Regions from separate parts of the Mus musculus genome. Here region 2 is linked to region 1. The links are chromatin contacts, called in public HiChIP or PLAC-seq maps. All regions are on one chromosome and are shown on one strand. The core of a region is the stretch at or near the end of the contact, and the rest is flanking DNA. Distances in the headings are between cores, read along the strand shown. Region 1 overlaps Neb (nebulin). Region 2 holds the start of A430018G15Rik (RIKEN cDNA A430018G15 gene).

Region 1 (5,919 bases), core at 2,596-5,095:
TTGTTGGCATCTGCAATAGTGTCTGGGTTTGGAAACTTCCCTTATTCTGAGATCACAGTAAAACACACACACACACACACACACACACACACACACACACACACACACACACACACACACACACACACACACACCATCCTGAACCATTGTTGTCTCTGTGGTTGAACTTAGTGGTTAAATTGCCTCTTGTGGTTTGGCTTCTCAGCAGTTGGTCTCCTAAGTTACCAGTCTCTCAACACTTCTCCCAGAAAGTCGAAGGCTGAGGGAGTCCTCATTTTCATCCCTGTTATGTACACAGCATACATAGTCACAGGCACAAAGCCAGGCCAAATAGAGTAAATTACTTTCTTTAAACAATTCATCTACATGTTTCCCACCTTAGGTTTTAGCTTAATTTCTCTGGAAATTTTTTCCATGTATATCTGTTTATTTAATTCATTGTAAAAGTTTAGGATAATCTGATGTAATCATCTTCATAGGTATTTTCTTTGTTGCTTAAGAAGAAGACTTGGAACTAAGAAATCACATCATATTGAGCACTATATGAAGAGTTTTATGAATTGTTTAAACCCTCTATTAGTTTTTTAGATATGAACATCAACCTCTAACTGATTGCTTTCTTTTTTGGTGAATGGCCCAAATTTAGAGTCTGTATAAACTTGCCAATGAAGAAGCAAAGAAAAAAGGCTATGACTTACGAAGTGATGCCATCCCTATTGTGGCAGCCAAGGCCTCCAGAGACATCGCCAGTGACGTAAGCTATGAGCTCTCTTCCCATCTGTGAGCAGCATGGTGTGGCGTTTCCATTGTGTTAAGGCTTTACAAAGTACTTTCCATAGGTTGCACATGGTGGTATGTCCTTGTAAAACATTTAAGAGACTGAGGCAAGAAATCTTCCTCAAGTTTGAGGTCAGCCTCCACCATGCAGTGAATACTAGACTAACCAGAGATTTATTCAGGGTGTCTTAGTTAGTATTTCTATTGCTATAACGAAATTCCATGACCAAAAAGCAAGTTAGAGATGAAAGGGTTTATTCAGCTTACACTTCCAGATCATTGATTATCAACAACAGAAGTCAGAACAAGAATTCAAACGGAGTAGGAACCTATAGGCAGGAGCAGATGTGGAGGCATGGAGGAGTGTTGCTTACTGGCTTGCTCCTCATGGCTTGCTCAGCCTGCTTTCTTATAAGAACTCAGGACCACCAACTCAAGGATGGCCCCACCTACAATGGACTGGGCCCTCCCTAACTGATCACTAATTAAGAAAATCCCCTACAGCTAGGTCTTATGGAGGCAGTCTGTCAACTCGGGCTCCCTGCTCTCAGATAACTCTAGTTTGTGTTGGGTTGAGTTGACATAAAACTAGCCAGGACACAATGTGATTTTCAAAACAAAAACAAAAACAAAAAAAGAAACAACAACAAAACCTATCACCTTTGTATGAAAATTTTCAGAAACCTGGCTTTGGAAGGAATGGAAAAGTTGCTATTTGTGAAAAGAATTTGTATGTTTTCAGCAAAAAAATTTTAAAAAAATAAACAAACAAGTAAAATCACTTCCCAGGAAGAGAGCATGAGAGAAGGCTAGAGCAGAGCTGCAGGCTTGGATAGTTATGTAAGAGCTATCACAGGCTCACACGAGAACCTGCAGTGAAACTCCCAAGCCTACATTCTGTTGAGGATCTGGGTCTAGCTTTATGTGGTGTTTTAATGTATAGTATTTAAAGATGCACTTAACACCTGACGTTACAACTCACCCTTGTTGGATTATGAAGAGAAAGTATTTACCAGTATGAGATAGAAGCTCCTAGCCCAGGCTTACACCTTACCTGTAGCCCCTGGCTATACAGTGTAGCACCCCCTTTCCCTGCCCCATCAGGGTAAGACTATCCTGCTCTCCTGGTGCCTTCCAGATTCTTGAGGAATGGCTACCTGCTGTAAATATCAAGGGTCACTGTTCACAGATATAGTGGTGGACTATTTTTTATACTAGAAGTGGCTCACCTTGTTTTTTGTGTATCAGCCCCTTCTCTGCCTCAGCAAAAGGATGTGTGCCAACAGTCATAAATAATTAAAATAATATTTTTAAGAACTCTACTAAGAGCTTTCTATGCATTATCTTCAGATTCTACCCAAAGTGGTAGATACTATCATTATCTCCATTTTATGAATTATTCAAACAGCTTTACTGAAATCAGCCTTAATAAATGGTGAAGTTTAAACTAGACAAACTCCTCATTCCTTCCCACTATGTCATACCTCTTCCCATTGATTTATCTATCTTTAAAATTGGAAGCCTAAATTGGATAGGACTGGCTTAGGTTCCACAGTAAAGTCACTGAACTTGTGATAATAATAATAATAATAATAATAATAATAATTATTACTGTTGACCTATGTGAACGTAGAACACAATGACCTGGAGAGCTCACTTAACCAGATGGGTTGCTATAGCAACTTTCCAATATAACCAGTCTTTATGGTGATGATAGAAATTTGCTAATACCGAATATGTGAATCTGGTGAGGAATATCCCCTTTGTTACACAAGATAGCCACTTTAAGCTACTTTCTGGGATTAATAAACACACAATGTTCCTGCCATACTTTCAGTGTATAAGGTCCAGTTCTTCAGGATCCCCCTGTTCAAGTGGCCTCATTCTGACTCCTGTGAGTGATGTTCCCAGGTGTGTGTGCTTCCTGCTTTCCAGACTGTGTCTTAGTGCCAGACCATAGGTTACTTGAGGTAATCTATGTATGCTGTATGAAATCTGTCTACTTCCCCGCATCAATAGGCTTTAAGGGTAAAGGCCAGGATGCTGGCTGGAGTTGGTGTTCATCAGAAAAAAACCAGTTAATCTATGATGAAAGTAACATCATTTTGTACAAATCTGTTACATTAAAGTGTTTATAATAGAAGTCTGATTTGTGAATTTTCACTTTAGTACAAATACAAAGATGGCTACCGCAAGCAGCTGGGCCACCATATTGGGGCTCGGAACATCAAAGATGACCCCAAGATGATGTGGTCCATGCACGTGGCCAAGATCCAGAGTGACAGGGAGTACAAGAAGGACTTTGAGAAGTGGAAGACCAAGTATAGCAGCCCAGTGGACATGCTGGGCGTGGTACTGGCCAAGAAGTGCCAGATCCTTGTAAGCGACATAGACTACAAGCATCCTCTCCATGAGTGGACATGCCTGCCTGACCAGAATGATGTCATCCACGCTCGGCAGGCCTATGATCTCCAGAGTGATGTGAGTATGGTGCTTATAAAAGAGCCTCCAAGCTATATGAAAAGGTTAGCCCTTAACACACAGTCCGTGGCCTATTCTAGCTAAAACTCATTGGTTGGTAAATGACATCCTTATAAGGAAATGCTGTTCCCTAACTACATTTGATTCTATAAAGACAAAACTCTAATTAACAAAATATGAATCAAGAGTCCTCAAAAGGAAAACATTTTTTTACATTCTTCAGGAAGTTAACTTTTTTGAAAAAGCAAATTTTTAGTTTAAAAAAAAAATGATTCCAAAAGGTTGTCGATGTAACTCGGTGGTAGAATGTTTGTCTAGTGTAAGGCCTGGATCTAATCTCCTGGCACCCCACACACACAATTACTGTAGAATTTGCTATTGGTTTCCTCTGTAGTTCTAGTCACACGACTGTTAACGACACTGTCTGCTCCCCGATGATGCTGAAGCTGCTGCATTTGCAAGCTGTCGGACAGTTTTGCTGACATTTGCTCCATTTGTGTGGGGTGTCAGATGCTAATGACCAAACCGAGCGTCTATTGGCAGCTGATGGCTGTCTCAGATCTGGGTGTTTTATAAATGTGTGAAGCGATTACAAAGCATTAGAGAGCTTTGGAGAGTGAGATAAATCCACAATAATTATACGTCAATGACTGTGCTGTACAGCCACCTGCTCTGTGTTTTGTGGTTTGTGAAGAACAAGGGTTAGCCACATACAGGAGCAACAGTGATAGACTGCTGGAGGTTGGTTGCCAAGTGCCTGTCCTGGACAGCTTTTCTCCTGCCGTGGCTGGTCTTGGTGCTGCAGGAAGCATTCACTGCAGATACAGCAGTACTGTGCTAGCCAGCCTTGCTGTGGCTCCTTAAGCCTAATGAGCAGGCCATGCAGGGCTGTGCCAGAGGCTTTGTCTGTGAAATTCCCACTTATCTTTCTCATTCTGCTCCCAAGGCCACTGACCTTCTCCCAGCTAGCTGACTGCAGTTTCAGTACCATTGTTGAGGGAGTAATTTTTGAATACTTATGGGGTATGTAAAAACCTTTAACAGAAAAAAACATGGCTGAAAACTAACTGAGAGACATACTGCAAGATGAATGACTATGCAAACCTATCATATGCCTCCTACCCTGAGAATGGGATGGGAAAGTGGCAGAGACCCTAGCCCAGTAACATGTGCAATGCCCCCAATCTTGGGTGGTATGGTAGCTATCCACATTTCCGGGGACCAAGGCGTCCTTATTATCATTCTCACTTTAAGTCACTCATTTTTTACAAAAATAACTTGAAATATAAGAAAAAAGTATACTGAAGGCAAAAATCTGGTTCAACCCAACCCCCCAAAAACCCTACATACACTTAAGAGTTTTCCAAGCCACATTGCTTCACATTCCAGTTTTCATTAAAATATGTATTAATACCCCTTTACATGTTGGCAGTATCCCTAGAAAGTAAAGGTTTTGATAGCTACAGAATGCTTCATGTGGCTAAGGATTTCCTGGCAGCTTGTTGTGGGCCATGTGTGGTGCTTCTTCTCGCTCTGGGTTGGCATTCTGTCCTGTGTCCATCATTTATAAAAGCCATTAACACGACCCACAGATGTTAGTGGGAGCATTCCTTTCCTTACGGTTACATATTTGGCATATTTTATTGTGAATAGGAAAGCATTTCTGGGTCATTTTTGAACATAGTTCTTCTGTTCACCTGCCTACTACATTAAGATTGCTTTCTATGAAACAATAGAATGTCATTTTCTTATTGATGCCCTTTGCATCTTTACCATAAATGGGCTTGGCACTGCTCTTTGCCCTTGATGAAGAAGAGCCTCTGGCCTCTTTTCCTTTCTCCAGAATGTGTACAAGTCAGATCTCCAGTGGATGAGAGGCATTGGCTGGGTTCCCATCGGGTCTCTGGATGTGGTCAAGTGTAAGAGAGCTGCAGAGATCCTGAGCGACAACATCTATCGCCAGCCTCCAAACAAGTTTAAGTTCACCAGTGTGACTGATTCTCTGGAGCAGGTGCTGGCCAAGAGCAACGCCCTCAACATGAACAAGGTGAGGCAGCCACCTCAGAGTTCCTAAGCACCTTTCCACTTGAGTGGCTAGTGGATTCAAAGGGACAGGGCCATATTTAACTTTTAAATTGTTCTTGAAATCTAGTAAGTCTTGTTGTTTCCTGTTTGAGTCTTGGTAACAAGCAGTAAGACCCAGACCTCTAGATAATGCCTAATATCCAAGTCTAGCTTATATTTCCTAGTTGCACAAACAATAGTCCTGTTTTAATTCAACTTTCTGGAGTGCCTATCTTAAATGGTTTTCTTTCAACATTTTACCTTATTTTTATAGCGATTATACACAGAGGCCTGGGACAAAGACAAGATTCAAATTCATGTAATGCCTGATACACCGGAGATTATGCTGGCAAGGCAGAACAGAATCAACTACAGCGAGGTAGGGGCTGCCAAAGCCATGTGGAGAGTCTATGGTGGTGGGAGACGCGGACATGTGATAACATTGCTCTTTCATGTGAACATTGGCCCATCCTGTTTCATTTCTGGGTCACATGCTACATTTCATGAGATTCTGCAAGCAAAGTGCACTCACGTTGTTTCTTAGATGTTGAAGTTATTCCTAAAATGAACCAATGGACCAAGGAGCATTTTTTGGCA
Region 2 (5,469 bases), core at 2,337-4,836, 180 kb before region 1:
AGATATGCGTAGCGTTCTACAAGGCATGCTGGGGAAAATACACTATGCAAATGTACTGCATGCTTTGTTCTCCCTCCGCTTAGTGGCTTTAAAGAAAAAAAATGTGGTGTTATTTTTGTGAACAAAGACATTTAACAACAACAACAACAAAAAATGCAGAGTGCATGAATACAGTATCCTAATTTCTATGGGTTGTTTTATGGAATTTAAATGTGTACAAAAACTGCATTAATTTTTTCTTTTATATAATAAATGAAAAAAAAAACACAGAAACTAGCATTCTACCTTTCATTTATATTCTGGAAATATACAGAAATTTCCAAATGCCGTAAATCATAAGCAATATTCCTGCAGCTTTTAATGGAAAATAAATTTATATATTTACTCTTTAAAGAAAAAAAAAAGATTCAATGGAGTGACTGATTCCTGATTATTCTGCTAGATTCTATGGGTTCCCTCAAAATAATGTTTTATTAGGAAAGAATGCATTAGTTGCACACACATATAGGAAATAGATTATACTAAAATAAATGTGTGAAATAAGGCTGAATGTAGAAAATATACTAGATAAACCTTAATGTTCTGAAGACACCCTTAAATGGTGAATGTAGCAGTTGCCAAAAGTTTCCAGAATGATAGGTTTGGAATTATATGCTTGGTATTTAGATAATGACTGAGCCTTTCTCACACACCCCAGAGTTGGTTGCTTATGTACTATAACAGGATTGGAATTGGACTTCTCTCTCACAGTGGTATACAAGAAGTTCAAGGGAAATATGTAAGATATCTGTGGAATTAGAATTACACAGTGATGTATTATAGCCACAGACTTTATCACGTTGAATTCATTTGAGCTCCCTGAAAAGGCAGGCAGAGTATAAGTTAACAGAACCAACTGCGACTAAGAAAACCAAAAGCTCATTGTCACTTTTCTCCTCTGGAGTAAATTTTTTTTTAAAAATACATGCATCAGATACTGTCCAGCCAAGTAATGACCTGAATGAAACATGCAAAGCGCTGAGTAAGCACAAGGCATTGGCTGTATGAATAACCCTGTTATTGCAGGGGTCTGACCTAAGACCATCCCAACAACCAGCCAGCAATCTGAAACTCCCAGGAGGAAAACAAAGGTTCCTTGCTGTTGCCTTAACAAGGTATACACCTGAAGCTACCTCTCTAGTTCTTAGCACAGTTCCATTGGACTATAGAAAGAAATTTCTTGTCTTTTCCTATAGCATACAACGTCAGTACAGTAATTTAACTATAGACTCTAACCACTGTCTTCCAGCAATAACTATAAGTTATTCGATGTCCCTGTGTTCAGATCTGCTATCACATCTTCTATGCATGACCAATACAATTCTATTAGATTTAGAATATTGCAAATTATTAGTGATGTCTACTTTTTAATACTCCTTTGTAGAACATCAAACTTGTTTCAACTGGCAGTTGCTCTCTTGGTCAAAGTCCTTAGGCGCTTTTAAGACTGGTCTCAGTTCCGGCTTACTCTTGGGCTTAGCACCTTTTTAACATCCAAGCATCTACTGATGTCCTAGGTGTGTTTTTACTGACTGAAGGGACCATTTTACATTAATGACTCCTGATCCTTTGGGGCAATTATCTGGGGATCCTTTTGCAATAATCCTGGTATGATTTTTTTTTTCTCTAGAAACTATTACTAGTCAACAACCTAGGGTTTCACCCTGTATGAGTCATATGGAGGTAAAGACTGCTTCCCTAATTCTAGCCTCCCTGACTCCGGAAGCACACAGCTGTGTCTTCATGGTAAGAGACTGTCCCCCTCTTATTTGGCTATCCACTCCCTCTGGAGTTGCCTGGGAATTGTTTTTGCTAAGGAGGGCAAATACAGAGCAATGGCAAAGCTCACTGTTTCTCTTTAGTTCCACAGGCTGTTTCCCAGTATCTGGAAACAGTTGTTTCTTGTGTTGTATCCAGTATTCTGCTTGTTAACTGTAGAATGGTAAAGCACATGTTTTACTCTCTCCTGCCTTGAAGCTGAGGTCTTTCATGGCATTTTGCTCATGACTTTAAAAATGGATAAAATATTTAGAAGGTCTCAGAAGGAAGAACAAAATGTTTGATATCCCTCATTAAAGATTCCCAGTTACATCTATAGTTAACAATTTTGTATTTTGTCTACTAAAGTCAGCCAAGATTCTACTAGTCAACTCCATCCCCCCTTCTGTGAGGGACACTTGGAAAATAGCCTAAGAGACCATTTCCTTAATAGAGTTCTAAAACACAGATCTCTAACTTCATGGGTAAATGTAGGTCTGGCATACATTAATAAGTTGCCAAAGACATGTGGGAATTTGTAAAATGACTCAGAGCCGCTAAAGCCCTGCCTAAACTGGATGGGAATGGAATCACTAAAGAGCTCATGTAAGTTGGTTATGCGAACATTGATCTTCTAAACAGCCCACTGGCTATTAAGTATATCCAGATCTAATTCTCCTTTATGTATGCCTCCTCTAAGACTGGCATTTGAACGCAAGCCCCCAAAGAAGATGAAGAACTCTTTCCCATACATTGAGCTATACGGTAGTATATGGTTAGGAGTCAGGCAGAGTATAGTGCTTCATTTCATGTGGCTGTTGAGGATAAGGTCGGGAACAGCTCGAAAGGGCCTTTCACAAGTCTCCCACATTTTTCCGTCTCTGCCTTTTTTTTTTCCCTCCCTTTTACAAACTTAAAGAGGATAGAAAGAGATGATGCTGATTCTACTCTTTTTGTTTGTTTATGTGTGTGGAAGAAGTAGACAACCCCAGTTTCTCTTTGAGTCAAAACTATCACAGTCGTCAGTTAACCTCAGGAATCGACCCTGTTCCTACATCAGGAATATGGAGATCTAGAGTCTACCTGTTTAGCTAAAGGGAACTAAAGTAAACAAAAACAAAACACAGGCAAGAACTCTTCGTTCGGATCAAGTTCGCCAGCGATTACTTATATTTTACTTTTCAGCCACTTATCCTGCGGGGAGTGGGGGTGGGGGTGCGCAGGGGCGCAGAGCTGGACACTCGCATACCAGGAGGCACAACTGTTTAAACTTTAGGCAAGCAGCAGAATGAAGAGCACAGACAGCATTTGGCCATCTATTTAACATGATGGTGACTCCTGAATGAGAGAAAAAGACGATCATATCGTGAAGACCAGTGAGTTTCTTGTCTACAGTCTTTTTGGACTCAGCTCAGACGGCTTTTGTGCCTTAAGATTTTTAAACCGGGGAGATACTTAAGGAAAAGTGTTCTAGCCAAGAGTGGCCTGAGAGCAGAGGGAGATTGGAGAGGGAAGAGCGCTGAGAAGCAAAGGTAGAAGTACGAAAAACCGCAGCGACAAAAAAAAAAAAAAAAAAAAAAAAAATAGGCCAATGATTTCTGCTGCTTGTCAGGGAAAATAGGCTCTAAAGAGACTTAAAGCTTACCATCGTCGGGGTCCAAACCTGGCACTTTTGGAGTTGAGTATGGTTACATATTTGCATTGTGACTTAGAAACAACCTCAAATCCCCGACATTGGCGCGCCTAAAGCGCCGCAGCCTTCCTTCCACTGACCCTCCGCGCCGCAGAGGCCTCCCAGCCCCTCGCCCCGCCTCCAGCCCCCTTGCCCCGCCTCCAGCTCCCTCGCTCCGCCTCCGGGCACGGCGCCTGCGCAGTCCCCTCGCTCCGCCCCGCCCCTGCCCGAGCCACCGCCGGAGAGGAGCTGGGGGAGGACGGTGGCCCGCGAGGTTCGAGCAGACAACGCGGCGGCGATGTCCGCGAGCCAGGCGAGCGCCGCGGCGGTAGCGGCGGGGCCTCGCGCGTGGCTGGGCGGCCTGGGCTGCGGCCTCCCCGCGGGTCCCTGGAAGCGGGCGCGCGGCCGGCGCGGGAGCAGAGGCGGAGGCCCCGGCGCGTCCTTCTGCCCCGCAGCCTGAGCCCGGGAGGCTGGAGGGCTCCGCTGCCCGAGGATGGGAATTCTCTTTACCCGGATCTGGAGGCTGTTCAATCACCAGGGTGAGGCTGGGCCGGGCGGGGAGGTCCCGGCCCTTGTCGGGCAGGAGGGTCGCCTTTGTCTCCGGGGAGCTGGGGAGAGGTTCCTCCCGCCATACACCCATTTCTCCGATTTGATCGCGAGCGCAAAAGGTGCCCTGCCCCACGCCGAGGGCCCAGCGCGCTGCCTGGCCTGCTTCCATCCCCGTCGCCTGCCCGCAATTGTGTTTGGGCCGCACGGGCAACAGCTGGGGTTCTAGAGTGAGGACCGAGGGCCCTGACCCTAGCGGCGCCACCGAGCCCACGGCTTGCAGAATGCGGAAAACTGGAACTAGTGCTGGATCCGTCTGGTTCGCTTTGGGGGGTGGGGGTGGGGGTGGGGGTGGGGGGGATGGGCGGGGAGACCCTCGCTGCGGAATAGTGATGGAGTGTCTCTCCTTTGCGCCGTTTGTCTCAGTGGTAAAGGTCAAGCCTAAGGTCGTTTTCTTTCTTAGGTTATTAGAAGGTTTTGGGTTTTGTTTTGTTTTGTTTTGTTTTTGGCCCTTGTTAAAGTGTTTCGCTGAAAGCTTTTAAAAGCCTGCCTCGGGAGGCAGGCTTCATTAGCATTAGGTAACTAGCAGGTTACTGTGTTAAGTTCGCCTAAATGCAGACATTTGCCACGGAAAGGCATAGGGGATTTATTAAAAAAAAAAATTACAAAATGGGTGTGTGATACTGGAGAGAATATGGTCCTAACAGAACTACATAGTTACTGAAATGAAATATAGTGCTTTTTTTTAAAAAAAGCTCTACTTGCAGTTCATTCCATCTGTCAAGCACGTACAGTTTTTCTCTTGTATAAGCTGGTAGCGTTGTCGCACCCCCACTTTTTCCAGTTAAAACTTAATGAACGGTGGCGCCTACTATTTAGAAGGAGCAGTTGCCGGGCTTGCTCCTCCTCTGGGATAGAGCTGGTTTTATGGGACTTGTAATCCCTAGTGGGTTCTGCTTTTTTTAATAATAATTTTTTTAAAAATGATACCTAAGATAACGGTACTAAATGAAGTGGAAGGCAATAAAGAGGATATTTCCATTAGCTCTGTCTGGTCAGCAGAGAACGTGTGACGGGGTAGTGGTTTCTAGTGGCTTCATAATTCTGTGGGTTTAGATACTCTCACCTAGCACAGGAGGGATTTGTGGGGTCTACAGTTTTTGAATATTTAATCTCTAGGTTTGAAGTACTAAAGGTTACATTGTTGTAGAACTGGTGATATTTGTGTGGGTAATAAGTGTTCTTATTCTAGTTCTGTCCTCTACAGTCTTGAATTTAGTGAGACTAGTGTTTCAGTTCTGCTTTGGTTTAGAAAGACCTTTTGCTTTAAAGTGTCTCTGGTACTGGTCTCACTTTCTTCTTTGAGTCAGTGACCAAACCGTTGCTGTAACTTAAAAAATGAATTAGAACTTTAAAAGAAACTCACCTAGTTGCACATGATAGCAGGAATGCAT

Evidence for each region. HiChIP or PLAC-seq counts read pairs in DNA pulled down with a chosen protein or histone mark.
Region 2: a contact with region 1 is called in an H3K4me3 HiChIP or PLAC-seq map of the SCID.adh cell line, with 8 read pairs. The contact joins the promoter of A430018G15Rik here to the enhancer-like site in region 1. A contact is called at or near these places in 1 of 39 promoter capture datasets (cranial neural crest), 4 of 484 Hi-C or Micro-C datasets (the C2C12 cell line, the G1E-ER4 cell line, group 2 innate lymphoid cells and 1 more), 5 of 115 datasets of contacts at active chromatin or transcription factors (the SCID.adh cell line, embryonic forebrain, forebrain and 2 more) and 2 of 9 other capture datasets (adipose tissue and liver).

Annotation. Positions count from the first base shown.
Region 1 is chr2:52,246,542-52,252,460 of GRCm38.p6, reverse strand. Neb (nebulin) reads left to right here. Exons shown (of 157, transcript NM_010889.1): 64 at 647-754; 65 at 2,947-3,258; 66 at 5,102-5,305; 67 at 5,597-5,701. Among named protein-coding and RNA genes, the nearest start is that of 4930573O16Rik, 42 kb to the left of the region's middle. Within about 2 kb of position 3,845, at least 23 of the 459 cell types and tissues checked have an H3K27ac peak or open chromatin away from gene starts, as enhancers often do. A contact at or near this core is called in the SCID.adh cell line, where this site is marked.
Region 2 is chr2:52,423,129-52,428,597 of GRCm38.p6, reverse strand. A430018G15Rik (RIKEN cDNA A430018G15 gene) reads right to left here and starts at 3,586. Exons shown (of 3, transcript NR_165461.1): 1 at 3,443-3,586. It overlaps Arl5a (ADP-ribosylation factor-like 5A), which reads left to right and starts at 3,724. Exons shown (of 6, transcript NM_182994.2): 1 at 3,724-4,008. The coding sequence starts at 3,963. Cacnb4 (calcium channel, voltage-dependent, beta 4 subunit) reads left to right here. Exons shown (of 14, transcript NM_001037099.2): 14 at 1-278.